Regions from separate parts of the Mus musculus genome. Here region 1 is linked to region 2. The links are chromatin contacts, called in public ChIA-PET maps. All regions are on one chromosome and are shown on one strand. Each heading gives the region's core, a stretch centred on a gene start, on an enhancer-like site or on the middle of the called end of the contact. The rest is flanking DNA. Distances are from core to core; before and after follow the strand shown. Region 1 holds the start of Eif2ak2 (eukaryotic translation initiation factor 2-alpha kinase 2). Region 2 has its middle 42 kb from the start of Qpct.

Region 1 (4,547 bases), core at 1,984-4,483, 210 kb before region 2:
TGTAGGTTTGTGAACTGAACTGATGATTCCCAGATAAAACAGACAAAAGTTACTCCAAAGAACTTTTCTAAACAGGTCCACTTCCCCTGTACCCTTTCTTTCCCACTACCTCTGGTGGGTGGTGGGCTAAAAGGAAAGTTAAAACATTTAAGAACCATCATTAAAAATAGGTTTTTAAAATTTAAATGTACACATGACTATGAATATATACATGCAACACACACACACACACACACACACACACACACACACACACACACACACACACACACCCCTATTTAGGAAATAGGCAAAGAATCTGAGTACTATTTCTCCAATGAACACAGAGAAATAGCCAAAGAGGTGAAATGTCCCCAGGAGAAAGGAAGCGAACTGTTTCTGGGTATGGTTACATTAGACCTGATGTAATATTATACAGTGTGTACTTATTATCAAAATATCACCTACGCCTAATCTGGACATTTTTGTTTCTACATATCTGTTTAAAAATGAATTGGTACATTTAAGACATTAGGCTCAGTGGGTTTGGAGACAGCTTCATTGGTAGAGGGCTTGTGTAGCCTACACAAAGCCCCACATTTGATCCTCACCGCCTTATGAAATGTAATTTTACTTTTTAAATTTTAAGCACGATTCTTCACCTGTGGGCTGTGACCCCTTTCACAGAGGTCACATATCAGATATTTACAGTGTAATTCAGAACAACAAAATTGCAGTTAAGGAGTAGCATCAAAATAATATGGTTGAGGTCAGCACAACGTGCGGGTGTTAAGGGGAAGGTTGAGGACCACTGCTTTAAAAGCATCTGGAGCCTCTACAAGTCACCAAGACTGCTGTTGCGAGAGTCCCAGGGGCTCATTCATTGTCAAATCCAATAGTCCAATTTCGGTCACTTGTTCCCGCCTCAACTCCCCACCCCCATTAGCTTAGGTTTCTGTGGGTCTCCTCTGTTCTCACAAGCTGGGCCTTCTCTGCCTCCTTCCCTGGCTCCTCCTCATCTTCTTTTCATCCAGAGACCCAGTCCTCAAGTCTCTTCCTGCTCTGTACTTAGCGTCTCTCCTGATGATCACCTCCAGGCTGTGACCTTACATTCTACCTACAGAGTGATGGTTTTCACCAGGGTTGGCAAGATGGATCAGCAGGTGAAGCAGCCTGCTGCAAAGACTGACCATCTGAGTTCAATCCCTGGGACCTACGTAGTTGTCCTGTGACCTAGACGGGCTCCCTGAAGCACATGTGAACACACATACATACACACACGCTCACATACAAATAATAGAAAAACATAAAACTAAATAAGTAAATGTACAGCTGGAAAGATGACCCAGCAGTTAACGGCACCGCTGCGCTTCCAGAGAATCCAAGTGTGGTTCTCAGCATGGCAGGCAGCTCAAACCTCTTTGTAATTCTAGCTTCTGGGGATCCGGCACCTTCCCTGGCCTCCAAGGGAATTGCATTCCTATGCACACACTCATACACAGATACATAATTAAAAATAAAAAGTAAATAAATTATTTTTTAGAAAGATTTATTTACTTTTTATGAATGTGAGTACAGTGTCTGTTACTCTCTTCAGACACACCACAAGAGGGCATCCGTCCCATTACAGATGGTTGGGACCCACCATGTGGTTGCTGGGAACTGGACTCAGATCTTCTGGAAGAGTGGTCAGCGCTCTTAACCGCTGAGCCATCTCTTCAGCCCCCAATAAATTCTTTTTAAAAATCAATATAACAGTTGTAACTGAAAAAGGAATGAAGGTACCAGAACTATAATAAGGGCTTGGTACAAATGAATGAATAAGTCCACTGGGGAATGAATGGCTAGGTACGGTCCAATCCATGCTCCCAGGAGTTGGAACCCTTTGTCTAGGGAGCAATTTTATTCACCTCTCAGGATGGGCTGGCCTTCTGTGATGCTGCAGGGGCAACTAGAATCACTCCACCTCACCACTGTATTGACAGGTGGGATTCCTATAAAGGAATCAGGATGCTTACCAGGAAGCTGCTCTCAGCTCTCAGTCGCTCACCCAAAGAGCAGCCCATCACATGCACCAACAAATGCCACCTGCTTGTCTCACCTATATCCTGAAGACCCTGATCTTTCTCCTTCCTGAAGACTGTAGGACCCCAGAAGGCTGAGCCCCTCCAGTCGCTGCTTCCCATACAACATGCATTCAGCTAGTATATGATATATAAAGGAGCAAGCTGCACACAGTGTTTGGGTCCCTCCAGGGCCGCAGGGCAAGCTGAAAAACAAGCACACACTCTGCCCTGAGAGTGTCTTTAACTCCAGGGGGCAAGGCACGGTTAGTACTAAAGGTGCAACAGGGAATCCCGTTTCTCTAGAATTCAAGGTTATTTATGAATTACCATCCACTTAACATACATGGAACGAGCACCTGTCAGGGATCAGGTGCTAGGCTTATACAAGCCAATGAAAACTGCTCTTGGGATCTTACTGGTAGAAGGAAAAAGACTAATTCTAGTACTAAGTACTAGTTGGAAGATTGAGAAAAATATGGGGCAGGGGACGGGGGGCGCTGGCTATGAGGGCAGAGTGGAGTTTCTAGCTTAGGGAAGGTAATTCATATCATTGGCTCTGTGAAAAGGACTGGATAGACAGATCTGCCCAGGAAGTCACTTGGGGGTGGGGTGAGGTGGAAAGGGCTTTCCAGGAAGTAGAAACAGGCAGCATGAAGGCAGGAGTTGGAGGGTATTTGGCTGTGGCCCAGAACCACCAAGTAAGTCTGAAAGTGGTGGGCACTGGGCGGGGGAGTTGGGAGAAGAAGGGGGAAGGGGAGGGGGAGGCGCGGGGGGGGGGGTTGCCTGACCATAGCGGCTGGTGGAGGATGGAGCAGGACCCGCTTGTCACAAAGGACAGCTAATTGGAATGCCATGACTGTGCAGCACAAAGTCTTGGCGCAGAATTCAGTCTCTGGGTCATTCAGGCTTCTAGAGTTCCCTCCAGAGTTTTAAGTCATTGGGCTTGTCATTTTCCTTCTGGGTCCCTTTTCCTGCAACCGCTATCCAGGAGTGGGAAAATAGCCCTCAGGTCTTACCAAAGTTTCTGGATCCGGACAGTGGCTCGCTCCCTGGAGCAGGATTCGAATTGTACTTCAGGTGCAGGCTCTGAAATCTATTCGCCCTCCGTTCCCTGCCGCTGCTGCTGCCCATGGAAGTCCGGGCCTGGCCGGTTCTCTTCTGTTTCGTTTTCCCGGCGGACTCCGCCTTCCCACACTGCTCTGGGCCCCTCCCGCACCGGCTCGCACCCGCGAGAAGTCAGGTAGGCGTGTCGCCTCTGTACCCCAGCGCGGGAGCCAAGGTCCGGGCCCGCCTCCCCTCTCCTGTGCAACTGCAGTAACTGCCAGCTTCTCCAGGTTTCGGACACTTCCTGGCTTCCATTCTGGGAAAGCTCTGCAGGAAGAAGAAGGAGAAACCCAAGCCTCCTGCTCCTGGATCAATGATCACAATCTACTTTTCAAAACAAACTTTGAGGAAGCAACTGGGCACATGGATGCTACCGAATTCCGATGTGCAGTGGGAGATACTGAGTAACTCGCCTCTCAGAGGGTCCAGCCAAGCTATGTCTGTGACAATTGAAGTCCAGGTTTGTAAACGTTAGTCTCCTTCCCCTTTCACACTGCCATGCCAAGGAGGACATAGCCATCTTGACAACATTGGCCAGAGGGTTGAAGAATTCTCTCTTAAATCTATTTGTCCAGCCCTCAGCAGTTACCTGCTAGCCCCTTGTTGCATATCACTCACCAGGCCAGGCCCCTGTTAAGATCCACCTGCTCCCAGAAAGGCCACAAGGAATGTTTTATCACAAGGCCAACACCAGCAGTCCCTGCTTAATAAGGAACCTTGCCTGAGCTGGAGAGATGGCTCAGCAGGTAAAAGCACTGACTGCTCTTCCAGAGGTCCTGAGTTCAATTCCCAGCAACCACATGGTGGCTCACAACCATCTGTAATGGGATCCGATGCCCTCTTCTGGTGTGTCTGAAGACAGCTATAGTGAACTCGTATACGGGTTAAAACAAAATTAAAAAAAAAAAAAGAAAAGAAAAGCAATCCTACCTTCCTGTAAGACTGTAACACACTCCCATAATGGAACTTGCTGGCCCAGGACTTGAGGGTTTAGCTTGTGGCACACTGCCCAGTGACACATCTTCATGCCTGCACTCTGAGCTGAGCACCATCCCTATGAGGAGAACTCAGGAGCTAGAATTAGAACCGGGAAATTGTACTCCCAACATGGCAACTGGTGAGAGATGGAAAAGTCCCAAGACAGAGCCCCCAATTTCACAGTCAACATTGCTGTGCCCACTCCTTTCTTCTTCCTTTCCTGTAAGGTAGGAGAACAACAGCCTAACTTTTCTTGTAGCGTGGATCCTGGGTGTAATTTGAGGTCTCTAATGTGAAAAGCCCGTGACCAGATCAGCCTCGATAAACTCCCGCTCCCTACTATAGCACCTTAAATGAACACCCGACTACCTAGGGAGAAGCTGACAGCGAGATCTCTGCAGACATTTCTCTACTGAACAT
Region 2 (4,822 bases), core at 944-3,443:
CATGCTGGTGCTGGGAACCAAACCTGGATCCTTGGCCAGAACAAGTATTCTTAACCACTGGGCAATCCAGCCCCACTTAACCTTCTTGTTGTTGTTGTTGAGACATAGTTTCATTTGGCCTTGAACTCACTGTGTAGGTGAGACCTTGGACTTTTGGCTATCCTATTTCCACCTGATATTACAGGCGGAGGTTATAGACACACTCCCTTGCAGGTAATTACTAAGGCGCTGGGGATGGAACATCAAGGCTTCTGGTACGTTAGGCAAGTACTCTGTCAGCTGAGCTACCTCCCTATCGGGAACAAATATTTACTGAGTGATGATTCTGTGCGACAGAAAATGCTAGATGTACTTCACATGTGTTCACCAACGCAATCCTCATGTCACCTCAAGAGATAGGTGGTATCATTACCGTTATTTTATGGTGCATAGAATAGTTAAGTATATTCTTCAAAATCATGGAACCAGTATATGGCCACAGTGGAATATGAACCCAGACGTTTAGAATCTGACCTTAAAGCTCACACACATTCTGTGGTCTAGAACTTTCCACAATATTGTTCATGTTAGATAAAGTGACAGCTGCATGTTGAACATTTCACAGGGCATTCTCTCAGCCTGGGTCACATTTCCCAAACCCTTTGTGGCTAAGACTCACTTCACAGTGTTAGCCATCAAAGGCATGTCATCTCTGCAGATTTATTTCCCTGCCACACCTAAGGCTATTTTTGCATCAGCCTGAGCACAAACTGATATCAACTCTAGTGGCTCCAGGACTGGGAAATCTAAGCCACAAAGCAGGATTAAAGGAAGCAGAGTTTTCCAGATTAATTTTTTAAAAAAGAAATATGACAGAAAAATAGTTAAAAGGAGTTTGTGGAAGATAACATTTTTTTTTAACATCAGAAAATAAATCGTTGCGTTGATGGTTCGTGGTTTAAGCAATAACAGGCAGCAGGAAAATAAGTCTCACCAGGAATCTGAATGATAGCTGGCATTGCTGTGTGCAGAATTATAAACTGAAGTGATTAAGCTCCTTTTAAGGCAGAGTGAAATTAATAGGAGATCTACTATAATCTGTTGAGTTGGCATTCATGGAATTATTTTAGAGGGGGTTGGAGGATATGTTGAAATGGGATACGGGAGAGCAAACACTTAAGCAGCTTAACGCAGCGAAGGCTTGCTTCCTTGCTTTGAACTGTTTTACTTCACCAAGAGTCTATGTGAATCTAAGAGGAGCAATCATGAGGTCATAAAGAGAGACACTTGGGGCAGGGATATGTTTTGTGTCATCCATGCCAGTCAGAAACGTTACTTTTTGAGAAACACAGCTGTCACGGAAGTGCTACATACACACTATCCTGGGTTTGGAATTTTAAAATGTGCATTTCGGAACATTTTACAACCCTTAGCGGAACAATTTGTATGTTTTGCCTACGAGTGTTATATATATGGCTATTTTTCTGCTTCAAGAGAAGTGAGTTCAAAGGAAAATATCCATAAAAGTGTATTCATAACTTTGGTATCTAAAAAAAAAAAAACCACGAGCCTGTTATTGTAGCTTGAGGGCTGTTGCTGGTGGAGAAAAGACAGATCCTTACAGTGGAGAAATGTTTTAGACAGAAACCAGTTGCCAGAAGAACAAAGCAGACCATGTTTGCAGCCTGGGCTCCAGCTCCTTAAACAGTGTATTTTGTGAAGCTTCTTTCAGGCATCAAAGAAACGCATTGATCACGGTGCTCCAGCAGAAATCATGTGAAAAGCTGATCATTTGCCCCACCAAACCAACTGGAAATTCATTTACTTAAAGGGGCTATGGACAGGGTTCTTGATTCTTTCATCCTTTAATATGAGAATTGGTTATATTCTGCTCTGATGAAGAGAACATCTGAGTCCCTTTGGACGATCTAAACCTGGGGAATGAAGGTACAGAGATCACGGGAATCAAGGGAAAATGAGGGAAACCATTCAGTAACTTAAAGCCAAGGTGATGTGGGCTGTTACATGCATTTTCTATCCACAAAGGCATGGGTATTCTTCACACTCAGGCTGCCTGTCTATGTGAGGTTTCAAAGATGAAGGTAAGAAAATTGAGGTTTCTCTCAGTTTCGGGGTTACTGTCTATATAGCCTGAAACTCTAAGAGTAGTTTTGAAGTGGTTTAACTTATTTCCGTCTTAAGCTTTACTGCTCTGACACCCACGGTTTATCTTTCAGCCTTCAGAAAGTAAAATGATTGTTCTGCTGCATGAAGCAGAAGCCATGGTATAAAGTCACTGTCACAGGGAGGAGAGATGTTGGTTAGCTAATTGTGTAGAAGGGTGGTAGCAGATACTCCTCAAATCCTCTTACCCATGAAAACTTGCTCTAGAATTCTGGCAATACATCTAACAGCAATAATTTGTGACAGTTTTGAAACAGGCTGGATGAAAGGACTGCCTGTCGTGGCTGAATCCCTCAGCCTCAATTTGGTTGGCATGCTCACGCAATGTGAAGTCACTGGATTGTGCTCATATTTCAAAGGCAACACATGGAACATGGCCCAACTTCCTGATATATACAAATTTGCCAGTGGAGAGTTTAGACTATTTGAGAATCAATATTAAGATCACATACTTGCCAAGAAGAGAAAGCAAAGTAGCTTAAAGCAAAACCTAGCCCCTTCCCCCCCCAAAAAAACCTCAACGTTACAAACACTATGCAAGTAGCAAAAGTAAAATTTAAAACTGATAAAATATGAACAACATCACTTATAAGTAACCCAGGAAATGCTTCTGCCTCTCACCCACTTAACACTGCTGGCACAAAAGGTCCTTGGCACGCATGGATTTAATAGTTGTGGGTTTGGCTAAGCAAGACTGACATGTTGTGATTTATGTTACTGGACCAATCGATGTAGAGATGGCGACTGAGGGAGCTGACTCCCAGCCATCGATTTTACTGCTGTTCCTATGATGCCTGCAGGAGCATTTGGGCTCCTTTCCTTGTTAAAAATCTATCTCACATCTATCTCCCAAACTAGATGATCTTGCTAGAGACAAGAAGTGTAGAACAATGATAGATGCATGCATTAGGTATGTAACTCATCTTCATCTTCTACTGATAGAAGGACTAATGGTATTAAACTCACCGAGAAGAATCTCAGTTTTATTTCTTTTTAGTGAGACTAATTATATAAAACAAAGGTAGTTAAGCATCTAACGAACTCTTTTAAGGATGCTAATGAAAGCAACTTGTTGTCATCCTTTTTGATAGGCTTACTTATGATGTTGTTGTTATTATTCTCCTTTTCTAAATACATAGAAATTAGAGCATTCTCTGTCAATGCTATGATTGAATTTTAAGGACTTGAATTTATCGATATATGACAGAGCTACTTTTAGGTTGGTTATAAAAGCATCAGAAAAAGCTTCCAGAGTGTTTTCATCTTGAGAAAGAAGCACTTGGGTAGGGAATCTCTCTCTCTCTCTCTCTCTCTCTCTCTCTCTCTCTCTCTCTCCCTCTCTCTCTCTTTCTCTCTCTCTCTCCCCCCCTCTCTCTTCCTTTTCTTTCTCCCTCTCTTCCTCTCCCCCCTTTCTGTATGTGTTGGAACATGAAGGTATTTGACTATATAGGACAATTTGCACAAGAAGGAATTTTTCTATCTCTATGCATCATCTCATGACATCATCAATAAGGAAAGTTGACTAGTTTTCAACATTCTAATTTTAGAGGTTTAAAAATGTAGGACTCTGAAGAGTGTACCCAGAAAGGTGAACTTCCCTGCCACCAGAAGTCAACAGTGATGGAGGAGACATTGTCCAGACACCATTTCTAGTCTGGTAGACTAGAAAGCTGAAGACTGAGGTCAGTCAGCTCAGGAGGGAAAGATTTGTTGACTATGAGAGTTTTAGTCCAGAAGTTCTGTTCAAATTCCTAGTTCATTCAGTATTTTGTCTCTTAACTTCAAAAACACCTATTTTGATAGCATCCCTCAGATGTTCATAAATATTATCAAGCTGATGTAGAGTAACCTGGGTCATCCATCAAGGTCATTGTCAGACCATGGCAGGGGCAGAGCTGAGTTGATATCATTAGTCAGGGATTGAATCTGACTTTGTCGAAGCTGAAAACTGGCCTTAGAGATCATCAACACCACAATTTTTGACTTCAGCTTTTGGATTTTTTTATTCTACATTCTTACCTTTCCTTCAGCAGTGCAGTGTGCTCCAAATTGGACTTAACCAAGACTGAAGAAGGCTCTGGTTTCTCCAGCCGCTGCCCAAAGGTGACACAGCTTGGACATACAGACCTTTAATAAAACACTTAAATAGATGAGCTATATGAAGATACCAAGGCTTAGCTGCTGACCTCCCTCCAACTGTCTGCTCCGAGGAGCAGCATTTCCAGAAGAGACAGATATGGAGACCCTGGTGCAAAGCTGGACACCTTGGAAACACCCCTTGCATTTTCTTTCCTCTCTTTCCTCCTCGGCTTCCTACTCCTTTCACTTTTACTTCCCTGAAACTGCACCTTCTCTTTTAAGCATTAGCCTTAAGTTTTCTTCTTACACTTTGGTTTCTAAGGAAACCAAACCTGCTAGGCAGTTCCTCTTTTTAAAAACTAAAGTATAATTACATTATTTTCCTATTCCTCCTCTAATCCCTCCCAGGTTCTCCTCTACTCATTTTCAGATTGATGGCCTTTTCTTTGATTTTATCTCTCTGTGTCCTGTCTGTCTATCTATCTATCTATCTATCTATCTATCTATCTATCTATCTATCTATCTATCTATCTATCTATACATACATACATATATATGTCTCTCTCTCTCTCTCTCTCTC

Evidence for each region. ChIA-PET counts read pairs in DNA pulled down with a chosen protein or histone mark.
Region 1: a contact with region 2 is called in an RNA polymerase II ChIA-PET map of effector CD8 T cells, with 8 read pairs. The contact joins the promoter of Eif2ak2 here to the enhancer-like site in region 2. A contact is called at or near these places in 3 of 39 promoter capture datasets (the 3T3-L1 cell line, pre-B cells and stem cell-derived epiblast-like cells), 5 of 484 Hi-C or Micro-C datasets (the Ba/F3 cell line, the HL-1 cell line, granulocyte-monocyte progenitors and 2 more) and 2 of 115 datasets of contacts at active chromatin or transcription factors (effector CD8 T cells and memory CD8 T cells).

What each region holds. Positions count from the first base shown.
Region 1 is chr17:78,879,339-78,883,885 of GRCm38.p6, forward strand. Eif2ak2 (eukaryotic translation initiation factor 2-alpha kinase 2) reads right to left here and starts at 3,234. Exons shown (of 16, transcript NM_011163.4): 1 at 3,062-3,234. Gm26637 reads left to right here and starts at 2,546. Exons shown (of 2, transcript XR_876974.2): 1 at 2,546-2,743.
Region 2 is chr17:79,091,293-79,096,114 of GRCm38.p6, forward strand. No RefSeq gene overlaps it. Among named protein-coding and RNA genes, the nearest start is that of Qpct, 42 kb to the left of the region's middle. Within about 2 kb of position 2,194, at least 29 of the 459 cell types and tissues checked have an H3K27ac peak or open chromatin away from gene starts, as enhancers often do. A contact at or near this core is called in effector CD8 T cells, memory CD8 T cells, myocytes and 1 more, where this site is marked.